Regions from separate parts of the Dromaius novaehollandiae genome. Here region 2 is linked to region 1. Evidence: chromatin contacts called from public Hi-C data. All regions are on one chromosome and are shown on one strand. Each heading gives the region's core, a stretch centred on a gene start, on an enhancer-like site or on the middle of the called end of the contact. The rest is flanking DNA. Distances are from core to core; before and after follow the strand shown. Region 1 holds the start of CEP83 (centrosomal protein 83). Region 2 overlaps FGD6 (FYVE, RhoGEF and PH domain containing 6).

What was found. Hi-C and Micro-C count contacts between places; a contact is called where the count stands out from the background.
Region 2: a Hi-C map of brain shows a contact between it and region 1, with 5 times the contacts expected there. The contact joins the enhancer-like site here to the promoter of CEP83 in region 1. A contact is called at or near these places in 2 of 4 Hi-C or Micro-C datasets (brain and liver).

Annotation. Positions count from the first base shown.
Region 1 is chr1:46,954,402-46,959,918 of bDroNov1.hap1, reverse strand. CEP83 (centrosomal protein 83) reads left to right here and starts at 2,527. Exons shown (of 18, transcript XM_064510270.1): 1 at 2,527-2,786; 2 at 4,260-4,328.
Region 2 is chr1:47,234,989-47,240,505 of bDroNov1.hap1, reverse strand. It overlaps FGD6 (FYVE, RhoGEF and PH domain containing 6), which reads left to right. Exons shown (of 21, transcript XM_026123172.2): 15 at 3,046-3,148; 16 at 3,670-3,816; 17 at 4,633-4,735. Among named protein-coding and RNA genes, the nearest start is that of NR2C1, 21 kb to the right of the region's middle. Within about 2 kb of position 2,070, at least 2 of the 2 cell types and tissues checked have open chromatin away from gene starts, as enhancers often do.

The sequences.
Region 1 (5,517 bases), core at 1,278-3,777:
TTGTACTATTTATAATTCTCATTTTCTAGCTTTTTCCCACTTCTTGCTATCTGGCCTTACCTCGTTTAACCCTCTTTTCCTTCTGTCGTGTTCATAAATCACATGCATCTGCTTGTTACGCCTCCTTCCCTTAGCCATCTCCTCCTTGGGCCCTTGGACTCCATCTTGGCTATTGCTTTTTGTTTCCTTTCCCTTGTTGTGTTCTACAAGATTCACAGGTCGAGCCCAATCTGAGTCACTACAGCAGCCTTAGTTTTAAAGCAATTAGAGGTAGAAGCCTCTCAGTGTTGCCTCTTGCACTGCTGTGAGACATGGGGAGAGAAAGTCACTGTGATGGGCAAGAGCACCATTTTTACCCATGCCACAAAAATGCTAGCTAGTAGGTGATTAACTGAAATAGCCTAACTCAGTGAGCCTCAGAAGAAAACAAGTTCCCTTTTTGACCAAGGCGAAAAGTATGGAGGCAAAAATGAAGTAACATGATTTCCACCATCTTGAGTCCTCCTCTTAGAACATGGTTCCACCATGGAAATGCCTACATAAAACAAATGAGCTGGCAATAGACACCCGATCCTGTCTTTTGACTTTAATGACTTAAATAATTCTAGAGTTTAAAAGTTTTACCTCCTCTATGACCCATGCAGAGGTCATACTGAGTGACCTAGATTCCTGACTTCATGTTTATCATGCAAATTAATTGTCTGCTATAGCTTATAGCTGTATAATCCTAATGTAGGCAGGCACAGACAATAAATACCAAAGAAAGAACCTGGGCCATCCTACCATTCCCGTTAACGAAGCTGTGCAAGAAAGGAAGATTTCTGTTTGACTTTACTTAACAGGTAGTGTTTGTGGAGCTGATAGTGAAAAAGTTAGTTTAAGAATTAGCATAGTTGATATGAAAAACAAAAACGATAGACATGCAACCTCGTAATAATTTTCTTTAAAAATTGCACTGTAAAGTCTTGTTTAACTACTGTGATTTGCATTTAAATCTGTTTTGCATCAAAAATCTGTTTAAAAATAAACACTAGTTCATTTTGTAAGGTGAATTTTTATCTTGTTTTAATGCTATTTATTTCAGGATAACACATTTGTATAGACTGAATGCTGTTATCATTAAAATCTACACAACATACACGTAAAACACTACAGCATCATCAATCTGTACATACTCAATTTACGAGTGAAGTAAGTACTTCACTAGCGTAAGTGAAATACTAGTCATATCACTGTAGCTATAAAAGCAACAAACATGTTTTAGCTACCTTCTTAGCTAAGCTTACAACCTCCTCTAGGGGAACTAACTGTAATGGTAATTCTTTGTCCAGATCTGTATAAAACAACTGGCAATATGTAACATTTGGCTTTTTTCTCTTTTTCCTTAGGGGGTTCATCAGTAATACACACATTCTAAAATACTAGTTGAAGCTAATTTTAATCCTTGTTAAAGGATTGTTAATCTTATTAAGCGGGCATCAATACTGGTCTTAGTCAAAGACATTTCAGAGAGAAATTGATGAACATCTTACTAGAAGATCTTGTTTACATTTAACTGCTCTTACTAGTTGGTGTCAATTAGAAAATAATGATAATTATCAGCAATACCATTAATGTATTTTTATGTAGCTAGATAAGATACTCTTCTTGGTATTAACAACTTGACTACAATTACTTAGCATTATTGAATACCAAATACAATGCACACACTTTTTTCTTTTTTGTTAAAGGCCTTGGATCCACACATTTTCAGAAATTACTGTGAATTGTACAAACGTGCTTAAACCTCTAACAGCATTGCATGTTGTTATTTTCCTCTCTCCTCCAGAAGCAGAACTGCAACGACTGGTAAAGGACTTTGTGAAACTCGGTACAGAAGCTTAAATTTGCTATGCAGTGACATGCAAGATGCATTTACAACACACTACATTCAGCAGCGTTCTGGTATTCTCCTACTGGGGAGTGCCATATAAACAGACAGGATCAATGCAACTGCTTTTTTCAATGCATTCATTCATCCTCAAGTTGCAAATTAACCAACAAAAGGGGACGAAAGCTTTCCCCCTCCCCATGCTACCTTCAGTGCAATTAATAACCAGAGACATACATTAGGAGAAAAAAAAAAAACCCAGGAACCCTCGATTTATGTATCTTCTACTTTTTCACCTGCCATAGTATCCTTCCTTTAAAGAAGCCTGGGGACAAGCATTAATTCGTACCATAATACCGCACGTGTAAGCGGGGATTTGCCGTAACCGCAAAACCATTGCCTGAGAAGGCAAAGACGAACCCGTGGAGGCGATGAGACACCAGCCGTGCGGGGACGGAGGGGCAACCGGGCCCGCCTCAGCGGCGCTCCTCACCGAGGGGCCGAGAGAGGGCCAGAAGGGCCAAAGCGCAGCACACCACCACCCGCCGCAACGGCCCCTAACGGCCGTTAACCGCCCGCGGCGGTGGGAGGTGCTCCCTGGCGCCGCGCGGCCATTGCCGCGAGGCGCCGCTCTACGCACGCGCGCCCGGCGGCCCCGCCCAGCGAGCGGCTGCCGCACGCGGCCCCTCCGCGGGGGGTGGGGCTATGGCGCGCAGGTCGCGCGCGCCCGTTTCCCCGGCAACGCGGCCGCGGCCACTCCCCACCCCCGCGCCGCGCTCTGCTCCGCCTTCCCCGGGGCGGTGGCGCCGCACCCCTGTGCTCCCAGGATGCTCCGCGGGCCTGCGGCGGGCGGTGGCGCGAGCGGAAGGTGAGGCGCCATTTTTAAATTCCTCAGACCGTTGGCGGCCGCTACCGGGTGAGCGGGCGTGGGGCGGGGTGGCCGGGCGCCGCTGCGGGGAGGGCGGGCAGACGGGCGGCCCGTGGGCCTTCCTGCCTGGGGTTTCACCTCGTGGCGTGCGAGCTGGCCGGCCCCTCGGCACCCGCTCCGGCCGCGGCCCTGCTCGCTCCTCCCTTAGGCCCGCCGTTGCCAAGCGGACACCTGTAAACCCGCGAGGAGCGGTCGGCAGCCGGTCCCACAGCGCGGCCGTCTTTCTCTTGTGTTTCCGTCCGGTGGTAACAGCCTGCTGCGGCCTCGGGGAGCTGGTAGTGGGCTGGTGACCCCCTGAGTTTGGGGACTGCCCAGCACAAGCGGCAAAGTTCAGGGACAGAAAGAGCCTGCTCTACGTGCATGTTCTCGTGTTATCTTTTCCACCAGTGGGCTTCATCCACGTGCAGTTTGAGGATGCTGATTATTTTTCTGCACTTCAGGATGTCAATTTGACCCCTGTATTAGTGTAGTACCGATATTAGTATAAAGTACATATTAGTGTAGTACAAGGCTTCTGTATCCGTAAGTCATACGGAAGTCAACAGCATAAGTGTCATAGTGACTGACACAAGCCTGCTCTGCCTCACATGCTCGTTATCCAAAATAAAGCCTGTGCACATGCTGTAGGGTGCATACAATCATGCTTCTGCCTGCAGGACCGCTGTGGAATGCATATACTAAGAGGCGATATCTGTCTTATCTGAATCTCTCTGTCTTTAAGTCAATATGAATGTGAAATGCTTTGTCAGTAGAAATGGAAGAAGAATGTTGGTTGTGCAGCATAGAGTATTCATGACAAGCAGCAGTTTATCACATCTGTATACCTGAATAAAACTTTGAATGACACTCTAGTAAGCAAAAGTTTGTCGTGTGCATTTGAAGGACTCATGTCATGATATAGTGAAAAAGATAACTGGCATATGATGTCTGACTAACTGTTCTCAAATACAGCCAGGAGAGTTATCAAATGTAGCTACCATGCAAAATTTTAGTTTGAACAGTAGTATATCTGGCAATGCTGCAACTGCTATTGGTTTGCTTTAGCTGTGTACTAAAGCAAAAATTTGCGTCTTATGTTAAGATATAACCTTGTTTTTGTCCTTTGTGTAACAAAAAAGTCCGATCTCCAATATATGATAGAAACAGAGAGGCTGATACTGTGTGTCATACACTGTGAAATAGTGCATGCCTAATTGTTGTTGAAATTTGTACTTTGAACAGTTCTGTGGAAGAAGTGAAAATAGTTGAAGTGAGATTGATGTGCTCTATAACATATAAATCATACAGATGTTCTCCAAAATTTCAGCATTTACACATGCAAAAGCACTGTTTGCTTTCACTGGATTTTCTGCTGTGATAGCTGAGTAGTATCCAAATTATAGAAGTTCCTATAATAAAGGATTTCATGTTTCTCTTTGATTTTTTTTCCCTAATATTTGTTTTATTTCTATTTTTTAAAAGGTGATTACTTTGGCTATTGCAAGTTGCTGATGATGGAGTAAAGAGTGAGGAGTGTTAAAGTAATGGTAGGTAAGCTACTGTATTTCTCAAATGAGATATAATTTTGTTTTTGTTTTGATTCACTTGCTCTTCTTGGCTAGTCTGATCTCTTGTGAGTGTGTTGCATAGTCATTTAACGTGGGATTCGTTTCACTTTGTCTAAAAGTTAGGTATTCAAGGCTGTGGTTTCATGAGCATCTGAGCTCATGATGTAACAGCTCCCTGCTCCTGAAAGAAGACACACTTGCTCTTCCTTCTGGCTGTTTATTTGTCTCTTTGTTTCTTTCCCCTAACCAGTTTCCATTCCCTGCTTTCACTGTTCTGTAGCTTGTTGGATTTTTCCATGAGCTAACTTGGCTCACTGACCTCACATAAAACTACTGAGTGTTTTTTGCTTGGTTAATTTTCTGTTGTCTTATTGAGGTAAATCAGTTCACAGAAGGGTCTGATGGATGTTAGCTCTAAGAGTGAAGATGAAAAAGGGAGGAGTGGAACCTCCTGCTTCTGGTGACAGTAAGCTGTTGAATTGGGTTACAATTTCTCATCATTATCTAGTCTTGCTCTGTAGGCTCTTAAGCAGAGATGGGAAGGGTTAGTGTTTGAAGAGGCACTTGCATGAGGCTGTGTGCTTCCTTTGAGTTTCTCAGTCTTTCACACAAGTGGTTGTATTATTTCACAAAATGTTGGCTGATTGAAGAAAAAAAAAGTGAACACATAAAGAGGTCTAGAATTCTGACAAAAGTAGGCAAAAATGAATTTGCAGCGACTGATACAAGTCTGCAGTTCTGTAACATGATAAAAACTGGCAAATATAGGTGGAGAACTCATTTTAGAAATAACTAATGGTGAAGGTTATTTAAGGTCTGATCGTTGACTGTGAGCAAATGTTGTAGGCCATTAGCATAGAAAAGATTCTTAACTTGTTAGCTGTATACTTACGTTTTATGTAGCCCTGAAACAGTATTAAATATTCAGAGCTCACTAGCAGGAATTATTTTGTGTTTTGAAAATGAAGCATATGAATTTGTTGGGAAAAAAATCTTTTTGTTTTATTTGTAAGAAAGTGAGTATGTTAAATATTATGTTGCTGTTGGTAGATTCAGGGAAAGAGAGCTAGTTAAGTAACGAAGTCTTTGATTTTGTAGTTTGTCTCACATTTGTTACTGGGAATGCAGATCATGAAATTTGCCACAAGATGTCCCTGTAAGCCAAAATAGCT
Region 2 (5,517 bases), core at 821-3,320, 280 kb before region 1:
GCTAATGGCTTCTTGGCTCCTATTTGGCAAAAATTGCAATTACAAAACTGTTCAAATTAATCTCACAGACATCAGAGACAAACTTCATTTCTATTCTGTTTGTTTGTTTTTTCAAATTAGCAGCAATAAGTATTGTATTGAATGCACACCAAAGAAGAGATTCGGAAATTATTCTGGGGACAGTGTTTGGGGGAGAGGAGAAATCAAGCTGGCAAAAAATTAAAAGCAGTAAAATGTAGCTTAGGTAATAATAGAAGTATAGATTAATACCTAGGCAGAATCTTTCTCATTTCAGGTTTATTTCTAATGACTGTGTTAGTATTCTGCTTTATCTAGTCTGGGCTTAGGCTTCAGTTTTGTTGAGATACCTGTAGGAATATGTAATGTGTTTTCCGTGGCACCGTGCAGTATTGTATTAGAGATCTCCTAAGCAGAGAGACGGACTCGTGCATCTACATGATCCAGCGCCATGCACAAGTAAAGCTCAGGTCCTGCAAGCAATAGTCATGCTTGCCTGGTGTGATCTGAGGCCAGCTGGCCCCGTCTCTCCCAATAATGGTAATTAACAGCTACCCCAGGCAGGCATAGCTGCACTGCTTCCCGTGACATGAGGACAGCTCATGAAGAGTAGCTCAGCTGTGAGAGGAGCCCTGAGGCTCTGGTCCTGGCAACCCTGAGTGCAGCTCTGTGCACCCAGAGGAGCCCAGCTGACTGCTCAGCGCCAGTGAACAGCTGTGCCCCCTGCGCCCAGCACACACGTTCACCAGGAGCAGCAATTGCTGCAATTCTGTTCAGCCCACTTAAGTTTTCTGCTGCACTGTTAGCTAAAATCTCTCTCTCTCAAAAAAAAATACCCCTATAATTTTAATAAACTAAAACAGCTTTTGGAAGGATGCAACAAACACTGGGCCTGTGGCAGGGCTGTGTGGGGAGGGCTGGGCAAGACAGCAGAAACAGCACTGCCTTTTTTGCTGCGGCAAGCCATTATATCAGTTCAGTTGCCAATGGAACAGCCTCTGCTCTGAACTTCTGTGGGATTGGTAATAAGGCTAATGGCTAACATTAGCAGAACTGCTAACTGTGAGCTCTGCAGTAAAATATTGGGGCCATAGCCATGCAGCTCATTGTGTGAGCAACCCACTGTAATCAGCACGATCTGGGGATGCTGAATCTCCAGGATTGCAGCAACTTTTTAAATATTTAAAATAGTTTTAGGAGCCTAATTAAATGTAATTGGATTTTGAAAAAGCCAAAGGAATTGACTGGAGCTATGAATGTTATGTAGCTAATGCAGATTGTTCTTACCAGATAAAGAAGCAAAGGTAAATAAACTGAACAAAATGTTCCACTCAGAGAGTGAGATACTGGGACAGACAATAATACGCTGCTTTGCCCTTGCTTGTATCTTGTTTCCTCTTCTTTTGTTCTGACTCTCACCCTGTGTGCATTAGATCTTTGTTTCTCCTTTTGCCTCCCAGTCTTCCCCTTTGTTTACCTTACCAGATTTGTCCTCTCTGATTCTATGTAGTATCCAATTTCATTCAGTTCAAAATTCCTGCTCAAAATGTTTTTCTTAAAGGCTCAAAGATGATCAGAGCTTCCAAATTCATCTAGCATAAAACAATAGCCATCAAAAATAACTGTTGTTGTGTACTTTAAGTGTTGTGTCCCTCATTTGTGTAAATTGTTGCCTTCCTTTTTCCTAACTTCCCGCTTTATACAGTTGTCATGTTTTTTTTTTCTTTTAAAAAATAATCTATTTGATGCTATTTACATAGGAAAAAAAAATACTGTTCTGAAATTTTAGAACCCCTTTTTAAGCTGGTATTGCATCGTAAACAAGCAGTCCACCTCTTCCCCTGCCACAAGCTGGTCCGGCCTTCCTCAGAGCCACCCTCTCCTTTGTGCTGGCACAAGTAATTGTTCACCTGCATGATGAACCCAGTCAGGAAACTGATACAGAGGATTGCCTGGCTGATTGCTTGCTGGGTTAGTTTTAATCTGCATTTGTTTCCCAGGCCAGGTCACTGCGCGTACAGCCCACTGTGTGGCCATGTAAGTGTCTGTTCTGGCAGGTGAGAAGACCTAGCGGCTGAAAGGGAGGTATTGCAGGCTGTCTATGCAGCAGCAGCAGCAGCAGCATGGATTTATATTGTATAAAAGTGAGAGTCTGCCCATGGCCTCGGGAAGTACTTTGACGTTGTACTTAATACAGTATAGCTACAGGCTCCTGCTGTACCAAGCAGTCCTTGTTCTCCTTGCTTCCTGTGTCACACCACTTGATCCTAATGCTTTCCTTGCATCAGACTTAGTGATCCATTAGCTGCTGGGTAAAGAGATGCAGTAAGTTGATCTGCTGGAGGACCGCTCTTCTCTTTGGGTTAGCTGATCCAATGGAAAAACGGCAAAAAACAATTTATTCTGAAGCTGCATAATTACTAGACTCGGTAGGAGGGAGCAGTCAGGAGCACTGGGCTGGGGAAGAGGCAGCCCATTCTTTTTGACAGAAGCCTGGAGTTTCACAGGAGAGTTTCACAGGATCAAGTACAACAAACTGCACCCTGAGACACACGGAAGCGGGGAGAAAAAGGCTTAGGGAAGCTTCAGAGCCCCTCTTACGGGAGAGGGCCCATGACTTTGTTCTGGGAGCATCGTTTACACCAGTGGCAGTGTTACTCAAGCTATTCAAGGGTCTACCCAGAAGGAGGAAATAATTACATACAAGCCTTGAAACAATCACAGGGTATTTTGGAAGGAGGAAAGGAGGGAGGGAATCTGCATTAAAACAACAGACACAATTCTTTTTTACTATTTGTCAGCACAAGCACTGACATCATGCAGATGGTTGAGAAAAAGCAATCAGCAAAATCAGCTCGAGTAGGAACAGGAGACAATCTGTAAAATTTAAATTGCAGGAGAGTTAAGTCAACATGTAATAAAGATAATGGAATTCAACACTTGCTTCTTAGTTTTAAATGTTAATGATAAATTGATTTTTTTTTAAATGTTAATGATAAATTGATTTTTTTTTTTAAACTCGAACAGTTCTGCAATGGAAAGAGATGAGTGGTTAGATGCCATCTCCAGGTCAATTGAAGAATATACAAAAAAGAGAATCACATTTAATCCTAGTAGAAGTCTTGAAGAGGTATACCATACCATTATTGTTATTTTGTTTCCCTTTTAAATGTAAAGATTCTTGGGAGGTGTTTAGAGAATCAAAAGATACTTTATGATGAATAATAAAACAGAATAGTAAATTATGAGACTAGATGATGATAGAACAAAGTGGTATTTCACAGAATTATTGATTTCAGAAATTTAAACTTTTTACTTCCAAAAAACCCAAACCAGCCTTCTCAATCCTCTCAGCAATCTTGAGAAGAGAAAGATGAAATGAGGAGATTTTAATATGTAGTGGCTATTGATAGAGATATGCTGGTAAAGCTTGGCAGTCACAGAGCCTTTATGAACCAATTAAATGCAGCTTTGTCTTTAGGCTTGTGTTATAATGGCCACTGGTGAAATAGTAGATAACCTTTATTTAAGATGATAACTATATATTAGAGAAGGCTTTTCAGCATTGTTAGAGTTAACCTGTAATCACTGATAAATATTAATGTATTTTTCATTACTGAATTTAATGGTATTCCACCTATGTCTTCTCAGGCAGATCCAGAGAAACAGGAGGAAGATAGTCCACTAGGCTCAAAGGCTCCTATCTGGATTCCTGATACTAGAGCCACTATGTGTATGATCTGTACTAGAGAATTCACATTGACATGGAGAAGGCATCATTGCAGGGCATGTGGAAAGGTAGGCCATTTTGTAATCATCTTCTCTGTTAGTTTTTCAGGTTTTTTTGGTGTGACAAATACAAGCGGAGCCTGGTTGCACTATATCTGTTTTAAGGGGACACTGTAGTATGACACAATAATATGGGTTAAAAACAACACAGTTATTATTTAGAGTAAAAAGTGTATGACAGACCAGTGTTCAACTTTTAACCTGTTCCATGTTTTGTGTTTCGGAATACTATTTATGGTTGTTTCCTACTCCTGCAACTGTATAATACAAACCAAGGATGTTAGCTGAATTGTTCAAAATACCTTCCTCCACTAATTTTCATAAATGATTCAGTTTTTATGTTAGGACCAAACTTATTTAATATTTAACTACTGTGAAATACACGATTATCTAATAAACCTTTATTTTGCTCAGAGTACAGAATTCACTGTAATCAAGACATCTGTGTTGCAGAGAAATTGTCAAGAGAACAACAACTACTTTTAGTTATTTTGTAAAAAGCTTCTGAATTGAATAGTTTTCAGTAACACAGGCTTACTCTACTTTTCATGAATTGTTAACATTGGCTTATTGAGTTGTTTAATTCAGTGATTTTTCTACTTAAATTGTTATCATTTACAGAAAATTGTTGGTCAGCTGAGATCACTCATGGAAAAGGAGCAGAATGTTGAACGCATAAAGAAAAGCCAAGATCGTTTTCAGTATAAAATAAAAACCTGTTTGAAGTTCAGTTATGAGCCTAAGAGTACTGAAATGTACATCTTGGAGGTATTTGGTGATTTCAAGATACGTATAATGCACAATAATGCTTTTATTTGTTTACAGATTGTCTGTCAAGCTTGTTCATCAAATAAACACAGCTTAGACTACATGAAAAACCAGCCAGCAAGAGTATGCGATCATTGCTTCAGAGAACTACAGAAACAAGGTAAAAGAAATCTGCTCAACTTGCCTGTCCTATTTCTGTAGCCCTTATTGCCATGGTATGTGCTTCATCTTTGTGTTTCTTTGCAGCGCCCCTTTGAAATAGAGGTGTTCTCAAGGAATTGAGATGCAGAGATCTGGGAACATAAAGTGCTACCTCTGCCCTTTTTTGTGAATTATGTGTTCAAGTGTCTAATTCTGCCTAATTGCCTGAGAAGCTATAGCATCTGAGTAAGTTGTAAGAGCCCAAACAACTTACTGTGGAGTAAATGATGAAGTGAATTTGCAATACATTGGCCCTTCCTTGGTTACAGTCCACACGCATGCATTTGCTCTATGATAAATGACATGTGGCTTATGCTGCTTTCTTTTTGGGCTAACTTGTGTTAAATTACTTTTCATTTACCAGAGGGTACAAGTATACATTAAAGTCCTTGCAACTTACCTTGCAACAGTGGGTTCACATGTACTTTTACCCTCTGTAACATGTTTATATGCCCATTCACTTAAATTTTGCCAGCGAAGCTCCTGAGATAGCTAAAGTTCTGGGGCAGTACTAAAGACAGAGGCCTTTATTTTACTGAAACTGAATCTCTTAATGTCTTTCTCAAGCCTCAGCTTATCTAGGACTTGAAAAGTAAGTGTATCCGTTCTGAGGGCATGATCTAACAGCTGTCCCCTAAGCATGCCTACTGAACACTAACAACATGGATTTCAGTATAAAGCACCACAGCTAGAGCTATTTTCACTGAAACACTTTCGGAGAATGTGGCACTATTAATGCCT